Regions from separate parts of the Ovis canadensis genome. Here region 2 is linked to region 1. The links are chromatin contacts, called in public Hi-C maps. All regions are on one chromosome and are shown on one strand. The core of a region is the stretch at or near the end of the contact, and the rest is flanking DNA. Distances in the headings are between cores, read along the strand shown. Region 1 overlaps HECTD4 (HECT domain E3 ubiquitin protein ligase 4). Region 2 holds the start of NAA25 (N-alpha-acetyltransferase 25, NatB auxiliary subunit).

Region 1 (4,855 bases), core at 2,087-4,586:
TCACTGGCCCAACCATTTCAAGTTGGAAGGAGGCCTGCAGGAGCCATGTCTGGCAGAAACGCCAGCTCGAGGTGGAAGGCAGGGCTGGCCACAGACTTGTCTGTGGAGACGCGAACAGGGTGCTCTCCGGGCTGAGAGCATCTCACTACCAGCTTCCTGCTGGGCGGTTCTGTGACGTAGCATCAGAACCTGGTGGCCACGAAGGAAAATGTCCAGGAAGATCAAATGAGACACGAGCTGTCTGGGAACTAAACTATCCTACAAACATACCACAAACAGGTAGCAAAAGAACCAACCCATCACGAAACGTACAAATACATAAGGTTAAGTCTTCCAGGACGCCCTGGAGTGTGGACAAAAGTTTGGAAAAGCAAAATGTCGCCAACTCCTCACGCAGGGCCCCAGAGGGGTGTGCCCGCAGCAGCAGGCTTCCCAAGCCGGTAGAGCAAAGCCTCGGTGACAGCCTAACTTTGGCTTCCTCTCCTCAGCCACTCAGGGGGTCTTCGCGGTAGTGAATGGCACAACGTAGTTTCTCCAGCATGATTTCCAGCGAGGAGTACTGGGGAAGCTTGATCATGAACATGCAGGTCTCCACTCGGATGTAGCGAGAATCTGGGGAACCTACAGGAGAGACCAGCGTTAGAGCGAGGGCCCCTCCGCCTCCAGGTTTGCCTCTCTGGGCAGCTCTTAAGACAACCCCAAGGCCCAGTTATCGGCGGGGGGCGGGGCGGGTGGAGGGGGAGGGTCTGGGAGGCTGGGGTAGGGCAGGAGGAGATTCTGGGGGAAGAAAGAGCAGCACAGGCCCCAGATGGCTGGCTGACCTGTGACAGGCAAGTCTGGCCAGCAAAGAGTTTTGTTTGGAGTTTTCAAAAATTAAAAATTTTTTGCTGCATTTAAAAGTCAAAAGATGACATTTCTGAATTTTAAGCTTTTGAAAATCTCAAAGGATATGTCAACTTTGGGCCTGTACTGCCACTTGGCGAAAAGTCAGGTTTGGGAAGCACATGACCCCCTCCCACCCCCACCACCCCTGCACCTCATTTACATTTGGGGTGTGGTGTTCGGGGGTACCTATCCATTGTCCTTCCCCCTTCATGCAGGGCCTAGCAGCCCCAGCTCCAAACAGGGCCCGAGTGTCCCTGCTTGGAATGTGACAGGGAAGGCCAGTACCTGCTGTGCCATCTGGGGGGGCAATCTTCATGGGGTACGGGGGCACATGGGCTGTGTCAGGACCCCCGTCTTTGCAGGGGCAGGTGAATGGGATGCGCTCCTGGTTGCAGGCAAACTTGATGAACTTGCACAGCTCCTCCTGGGCAAACATCTCCAGTGCCCCCCAGAAGAACTCGATGTGCTGGTCGGTCTCCATCAGCCCCACCTGGTACATGGTGTGGGCCTGTGGACAGAGGCCCCAGACGTGAGCAGGCCCGAGCCTCTGCTACCCCAGCCTCCCGCCCAACCCCAGGGCGCGGTGATGACCGCAGGACACAGGGAGATCACAGCTATGACAAGGACTGCAAAGGCAGTGGTGGTAAGAGTCTGCATGACTCTGGCCCACCCGCCAGGCTCGGCAGCAGGGGTTCTACCTACGTTACCCCACTGACCCCACTGGGTGGGTCCTGCCGCTGCCCGTTAGAGGTGAGGTCACTTGGGCAAGGTCTCCCAGCTGGCATGGGTGAAAGCAGGCCACGCTGAGCAGTGGAGGGGCTTCGCCTCTGGTTGGTGGCTTAATTCACAGGCTCTGGAGGCAGGTGACCTGCCATTTCCTGGCTGGGTGACCCTGGGCAAGTGACCTCTCTCAGCTTCTGTTTACTCAGCAGTGAGACAGGGATGAGCACGGCTCCTCTCTTACATAAGGGGGACAGAGCGCCAGGACACGCAGTACTGTACAGATGACAGGCCGCATGCACCCACCAACCTGGCCCGGCCACCAACCTTCAGGAACTCGAGGTTGATGTATGGCAGGCCGCAAGTGCGCAGCTCCATCTCCAGTGGGCTGAGCGTGGTGAGCAGCTGCAGGGGGATGATGGCCCCGAGGCCCGCGCGCACAGCCGTCACACACTCCACGTTCTGCAGCTCACGCAGCCGCAGGCTCCGGATGGCGGCCGCATAGATGTCCTTGTTCTCCCACCTGGGGCATGGGCAAGGGATGACACTCAGGAGGCTGCTGGCAGCATTTCCTGGACCTCCCAGGCCAGGCAGCTCAGGGAATTCCTTTCCTGCTCTGGGTGTCACCCGCCCCAGAGCCAGTGTTCCTGAATATGGTCCTTCCACTGAAGATACTCCACCATCTTTCCCGGCGCCCCATCCTGCCTCCTGTCTTCCCCCGGGAAAGCCACCTGGCCCCGTCCGAGGCCCTGCACTCACGCCACGGGGATGTGCCGGCCGCGGCTGCACAGCTCCACCTCCTCGCCGGTCATGGTCAGGTAGGTGAACCGGCAGCAGGGCTTGTTGGGCCCCTCAGGGCTCTCAGTGGCCAGGTGCTGGGAGGCGATCTCGGCACACAGGGCCTCCAACTCCGTCTCGTCGTTGATCTGGAAGGAGGGCATGGCAGAGTGGGGCTGACCACTGCCCTGCTCCTCAGATCCCCAGTGATAGAACCTCATTCCCGATTGGGGACAAACATTGGGTATTTTGGGGTGGGGCTACCCTGGCCACCATGAACAGGTAGGTGGCACTGGCCTGGACCGTCAGCCATGCCCTCGATTCAGGGTTGGGCACTGACCAAGGCCTGGCTAACAAGACCAAATTACACCCTCCCTTTCACTGGTGCGGGCACGGCTGAAGGAGGGTGAGCCTTGTACTGCTGGGGCATCCTGAGACGAGTCATTGACGATGTTATCGGAGCACCTGGATTCAGCTCTGTCTGAAGCCCAATCTATATTTATACTTTCAGTTTTAAGGTCAAATCATTTTTTAAAAAAGTTTTCCTAAGCTGGTTAGAGCTGGGGTTTCCTGTCACTTGTCACCAGAGAACCCTGACAATCCCATCTGTGGAAGGTACACCGGCCACCCTCCACCGTGCGGCATACTGAAGTGCATGCGGGGCCAGCCAGAGGAGAACAGCCCCGTGGCTCTGGGGTGGTGAAGGCTGCGGGCACCCCAAAGGAGGTTCGTCTGCTTTCCCCGCCAACCCTGGGGTGGTTCTGTCTCCCGGCACCCTCTGGGGCCTTGCCTATGCCCTCTAGACGGAAGCCTTGGCTGGACTGTCTGCCTGGACACCGTCTTACATCCCTTGCCTGCCTCAGGTTCTTGGTGCCCACCCACAGCTCTGGGAGGGCCTCTCAGAGCAGCGCCTGGCAGTGACTCATAACCCCCAGCCCCTGGGGGGTGTCCTGCTTTGACCCTTTAAGCAATGCATTGTGGGCCACTTTCTGCTAAGAAGTCAGCCGCCATCCCAGCCCTTCGCTTTGCAGCTCCTGTGTACCAGCTGCCCTCAAGTGGCAGCTAAGGGGATTACAGAGAACCTGGCAGCAAGGACCTGCCCCCTACCCTGCCAGGGACCTCAATCTGTGGGGGGGTGGAGGGGGGATGGGGTGCGGGGGGGGCTCAGCTGATGCCTCCTCCAGCAGACACGGGGCAGGGGCACTGTTCCAGAGCCCCGCGGCCCCCCAGAAAAAAAATGCGCTTTTCACTTACACTCTCAAATTTCTTGACGTAATTGTAGGTGAGTACGTCTGCTTCCTGCAGGTCTTGGTCAGGGTCCAGGGGCTCGCCCACCAGTGTCTTCCAGAAGGAGGGCAGGAGGTCCAGGGGAAGGGGGACATCTGCTCGGATGGCGATCCCTAGCAACTGGCCCAGGAAGTGCAGCAGCTGCTCCTCCCCGTAGGTGATGGGGCTGGGGGTCAGGATGTACTTGCCCTGGAAGCCGAGGCAGGGGCGAGGGATGGACCACAGGGGCTTGTGGAAGGCGCAGAGCTGAGCCCCCGCCCCTCAGGGAGCTGCCCGCGGGGCTCAGGCCCCATGTCTCACCTTGTTCTTGTTGACTGCGGAGCTGGGGCACAGCAGGAGGAGGGATAGCGAGGAGCTCTGCAGCTCTCTGCACACCTGCCACAGGAAGTGGCGGAAGGAGCCGCCTGCAGGACAGAAGGGGACCTCTCAGACCCCCTGCCCGCAGGCCCTGTCCCCACTGGGACACCCTGACCCCACTGGGACATCAGCCACTCTGCCCCCCTGCACCAGGGCTTTGCTGAGTGGAAAGAACCCGCCCGAGGGCTGAGGGACCTGGGTTCAAACCTGAGGGACCACTAACTGGCTGGTGGCTCCCAGGGAACCGCATCACTGCTGAAGCCAGTCTCCATCCCTCCGCCTAGCAGATGGGGGCCATCACCACACCCACCTCCCAAGCTAGTTCTGGGGCATCCATGAGATCAAAGTCAGATCCTTTATGGGTCGGCTGTCATGGCTGCAAGCTGACACTGATATGAGGGCTTGGGGGACCTGTGTCCATCCCCTGCGCTGGGCCAAGAGCAGGGCCCCCGGCTTCCTCAGCACGGCCTCCCGCCAAGCCCAAGGCTCGGCGTGTTCAGTGAGAACACAGATAAACGGATGGACATACAGATACAGTGCGATGGGCAATGGGCAGTGAGCAGCTCCTCTCCTGCTGCCATTTCAAACGTGCCCCTGGGCGTCTCATAGAACTCCTGTCTGTGGCCAGGCTCCTGCATCCTCCCCCGGGCAGCCCCTGTCAGTGCCCTCAGGTCTGGGCGTTGTGAGGAGAGCTGTGTGTGCGGAGGACTTGCTTGGGGGACAGATGCCAAGGCCTGGCCCTCAGAGCTTCCACGGAGAAGCAGGAGACTCCTGCCTGCTGAAGCCGCCAAGGGCTGGGACAGAATCAGACAGGCCTGGGTTTGAACCC
Region 2 (4,681 bases), core at 1,178-3,677, 47 kb before region 1:
TAGCACACAAACAAGCACTCAATCAATGCTGAGTGTTGTTGAACTTTGGGCTGGTGGGTAAGCACCGCCAAGCATTAGCTTCTTCATGTGTCAGCTAATGAGATAAATTCAAGGGACAATAGTGGTTTAGGGATACCCAGGTATTTAAACACAAAAGCAAGGCTGTCCCAAGGTCCAGAGGTCAGAAGTGCTGAAGTCAAGGGCAGTGCTTTCCCTAATTCTGCCAGTGTATATTAATTGCCTTGGAACTCCTAAAGAAAGTATCTTCTAATCTTCTTCCCATGTAACTATAAGAAAAGCTACATAATTCTGACTTCAGTTTCAATATGACCTACATATCTGGTTAACATAGCCTGATGTCTAACAGTGTGAAAGGGACTAGTTTTCCTATTGGATAGTTCAAAACATTAATTCTAAGCAATTTATGGGGCACCAAAGACATTTTCTTTGGTCCTCAAGAACAATTTTTAGAAATCCAATTATTCTTAAAAATATTCAGTCTTTAAAAAAGAAAAAGTCTGCAGGCAGCTGCTATAAAGCAGTGATGAGCTATCCATTGTGAACTCTGGATTCAGAACTTACCCTCAAGACACCCTTGTATACTTCATCTCTGCCCTTTAAAACGGATACTGAAATACACAAGACTTTACAGCCCTGGGAAAATGGAAATCTACCACTCTCCACCTTTGTGACCTTTGGCAAATCAGTGTCTTCAGTGCAAACTAAGGTGATTTCTAACACAGTGGTTAAAAAGTCTGGGACAGTCCCCAGGGGTTAAGATACCAGTTTCATGTTAGGTAAGTGACCTTAAACGAATTACACATCAATAAAGCCCCCAGTCTCCTCATCTGTGGAAAGAAGAGGGCGAGAGGAAGGGAGGAGACTGGGAAAAACCACCCACCCCAGAAGAAAATGTGAAGATCAAACAATAATAAGTATAAAAGGCCAAGGAGAGTGACTGACATAATTAGCAGACTATCCACATTATTGCTGTTGATAATAATAATTATTATTGTTGTTGTTATCAACAAGGCTGTTGCTAGAATCAAATAAGACTCAAGAGCAAAACATTATACAAATTACAAAAAGCACTGCCAGTTGTACCAGAAACATAAAGTTACCCCCATCCAAAAAAGTTAAATCATCTCAGCTTCCATTTAAGTAACATCTACCCTATAAACACGAGGCCTCCTTTTGGAAAGCCACTGACCTTGAAGCCTTCCTCACTATGAACTAGACCAAGACCACACAAGCATCTAAGGGGAAAGGAAATACAAATGGGGCCACTTTCCAATTACAGAACGTCTCGATTACTGAAGAGGTTTTCCTCCCTTACTCAAATACGTGATTTTTCCCAACTGGAAGAGCAGAATGCCACCAAGGTCTTAAAGCCTGAGGGTTGAGGTAAGCGTTATGAAAGGGGATCCACTTAGCACGCGGAAGGCAGGCTGCAAAGGAAAGACCAGAGAAGCTACAAAAAGGAAGAGCCCTCCCTGCATGCCCCCCGACACCAGCTATTGGAGTCGCTTCACCGCTATTTTGGACCCAAGACCCCCCCACCCCGCCCCGCCGCCCCCGCTTCCCACATGTGCCCAGAGCAGCTGTTCCTCCACCACAGGGCTCTGTATTGGGAACCTCAAATCCGGGCCTGCTCCTGACTCGATATGGGTTGACCTTGCGTCAGTCCCTTCCCTTCTCTGGACCTGTTTCTCCCTGTGCCCCGAGCACAGTTAGTCAGACAACCCTTTAGGCCCCGCTCCCTCAAGTAAAAAGTCTTTAGTGGGGAATTTTCCCTCATGCTGGGGTGTTCCACCCTCATGCCGGAGCCAGCTTCCACCTGCGGACAGACAACGCAGCCTGCGGGTAGCGGAGGTCCCGGCGAGAGTAGTGTCTCACAGGGCCTGCCTGTCAGGCCGGCTCTGCCGACCTGCGGCCGCCCTGGCCGCGCCGCCACCAACTCAGAGCTCGAGAAAGCCAGGCCGGCGCTTACGCGAGGCCCGTGGCTGAGGCCTAGAGGCCCGCGCGGCCCGCCCCCTGTGCCCGCCGGCTCGGCTTCTGGCCCCTCAGCGCCCCTCCCGGGCCTTCGCCCCGGCTTCGGAAGCCCTCGGCGCATTCGGCTGGCGACCAGACTGGCCCCAGGCACTCACCGTAAATGGGTCGGAGGCGCCTGTCGTTAGGGTCCTGCACATGGCCCCGCGTCGCCATGATGACAAGCGCAGGACCGCAGTGCGCACGCGCGGGGCAGGCCCCCGGGAAGGGGCTGTTAAAGGGCCAGCGCCGATCTCGCGCTTCTATCGCGATGGTCGCGTGGTTGCGACAGAACGCGCCGGCGCGGAAAACACAGACACTCAAACCGCATCCCCGCCCCCCGCCCCCCAAGGTGTGTCACTTCATGGCTCCTTTTCCTCCCTTTCGCTGGTGAAAAGTGAGGGGAGGGGTGGGGGAGAAACTTGGTTAAAGACAGGGCTCGGCTGCTGCTGCTCATCCTGTTTCTCCTCTGTGCTGAAGGACCAGTTAGACTTGCCTTTGATTCACGGTTGAGGAACCGGAAACTCTTGTGGGAGGGTGACCCCGGGGACAGTAGGGGGAAAAGGGTGCTGAGCGACAAGTAGAACGTGCCAGAAAAGTTCGAGGTCCCTTCACGCCCTCCTCGGTGCTCAGCCTGCTAAGAAGCATCCTAGGGATCAAAGTTAACATTACCAGTTAGAGGTGATGAGAAAGGAACTTCCCTTGTGTAGTATTTTTTTCTGGAAGACCCATAAACTCAGACTAGTTACAAAGAAAACATCAAACAAATCGCACTGAGTGACATTCTACAAAATGCCTGACCGGTAGGCTTCAGGACTGTCAAGGTCATGAAAAATAAGGCAACAGTGAGAAGCCGTTACAGCCCAGCAATACCTAAGGAGACAAGACAACCAAACACAATGTGATACCTTCCTTGGGATCCTGGAACAGAACAAAGGGCATCAGTGGAAAAAGAGTTGAAATTCAAATAAAGTCTAGAGTTCAGTTAATAGTATTGTGCTAATGTTGGTTTCTCATTTTGATGAATGTACCATGGTAATGCAAGATGTTAAGTGGTTGAGGGGCATATGAAAACTTAATCCTCTTTTCACTCTCTTTTTAAGTCTAAAATTATTCCAAAATCAAAGATTTTAGAATGCTTTTATTGTTTGTTTTTTAAAATTTTCTGCCGCACCCTGCAGTACTTGGAATCTTATTTTCCCAACCAGGGATAGAACCCCTGCAGTAAAAGCACAGTCTTAACCTCTGGACCACCACGAAGGTCCCTAAATGCACTTGTGGGGGGGTGACTACTTTTTAAAAACCAAATGCACTAGAAACTCTCATCCCAATTCTGTCCTGAGTTCTAGCTCAAAGAGAAAATTCCAGAAGCAATTACACAGAAAAATTCTTAGTGAGAATGGGGATGCTTGGGGAGAGAGAGTCCCTCAAATGAAGATATGATCTGTGATCCTCATAGAAAATAGTTCCTAAAGCTGAGGAGAGTTTAAAATACACTAGATGGGGACCTCCCTGGCCATTTCACTCCAGAGGACACGGGTTTGAGCATCACCTAGGAACTTAGAAACATTAGGCACTGCTCCAGACATACTGGATCAAATGCTCTGGGAGTAGGGTCGGCGATTTGTATCTTTACAAATCCTCTTGTGATTTGGATTCAGACAAAAGTTTCATCCTTTTTTAGATCAGAAGCGGGCAAATTATGACCCATAGGCCAAATCTACCTTACTACTGTTTTTGTACAGTTTGTGAGCCAAGAATGATTTTCACATTTTTTAATGGTTGGGGAAAAATAAAAGAAGACTATTTCACAACGTGAAAGTTATATAAAGTTCAAAGGTCAGTGTCTATAAGTAAAATTTTATTGAACCCAACTATTCATTTATGCATTGTCTGTGGTTGCTTTTGTGCTACAACAGAAGAACTGAGTAGTTGTAACAGAGACCTTGTGGCCCAGAAGCTTAAAATAAATTTACTATCTGACCCTTTACAGAAAACATTTGCCAATTGCTATTCTAGAATACGCTCAGGATAAATGAATAAACAGATACCTCCAGGGTAGAGTTGTCAGGTCAAATATGGTACAATATTTGGGGCATCCTTACACTAAAATAATATTCACTGTTTATCTGAAATTCACATTTAGCCAGGTGACTTAGAGTTTTTAATACTTGATTTACAAGGTTGTATCAGTTTCAGGTGCACAGGGGTTCTACACATTTATTTGCTAAACCCTATCCCAGGGAGAACTCCATGTTTCCCAAATCATGTTAACCAGCAAGAATGAAGGTCAGGAGCCTCCAGTAAGCTGATCACAGGCTTGCTCTTAGGTGCTGCGGCCAGGTAGGACTGGGCTGGACTTGGGCTTGGAGAGGGGGAGAAGGGAGGAGACCTGGGGTTCATCTGTGACACAAATGAGAGAGCTGTTGAGTTACCCGAGTTTCAAGAATTTCCCAGAATGGAAAAGTGCAGCACCTTAAAAGGGAGGCTCCTGACCAGGACTGTGGTTACTCAGCTATGTTATTAGATTACCTTTGTTGGCCTGGCCCAAGAGGAATGCTGATGCTTGGCACCCTGCTACCTGAACTTGGCAGGGCTGGAGTCTTATGGACCCACCTAAGAGAGGCCTTTAAATCCTTGAGTCACCATGCTG

The links. Hi-C and Micro-C count contacts between places; a contact is called where the count stands out from the background.
Region 2: a contact with region 1 is called in a Hi-C map of fibroblasts, with 2.1 times the contacts expected there. The contact joins the promoter of NAA25 here to the enhancer-like site in region 1. A contact is called at or near these places in 2 of 2 Hi-C or Micro-C datasets (fibroblasts and lung).

Annotation. Positions count from the first base shown.
Region 1 is chr17:72,518,557-72,523,411 of ARS-UI_OviCan_v2, reverse strand. HECTD4 (HECT domain E3 ubiquitin protein ligase 4) reads right to left here. Exons shown (of 76, transcript XM_069558129.1): 71 at 3,970-4,073; 72 at 3,637-3,858; 73 at 2,365-2,531; 74 at 1,933-2,128; 75 at 1,171-1,393; 76 at 1-621. The coding sequence ends at 485. Among named protein-coding and RNA genes, the nearest start is that of TRAFD1, 26 kb to the left of the region's middle. Within about 2 kb of position 3,336, the one cell type or tissue checked has open chromatin away from gene starts, as enhancers often do. A contact at or near this core is called in fibroblasts, where this site is marked.
Region 2 is chr17:72,564,869-72,569,549 of ARS-UI_OviCan_v2, reverse strand. It overlaps NAA25 (N-alpha-acetyltransferase 25, NatB auxiliary subunit), which reads right to left and starts at 2,427. Exons shown (of 24, transcript XM_069558130.1): 1 at 2,148-2,427. The coding sequence starts at 2,205.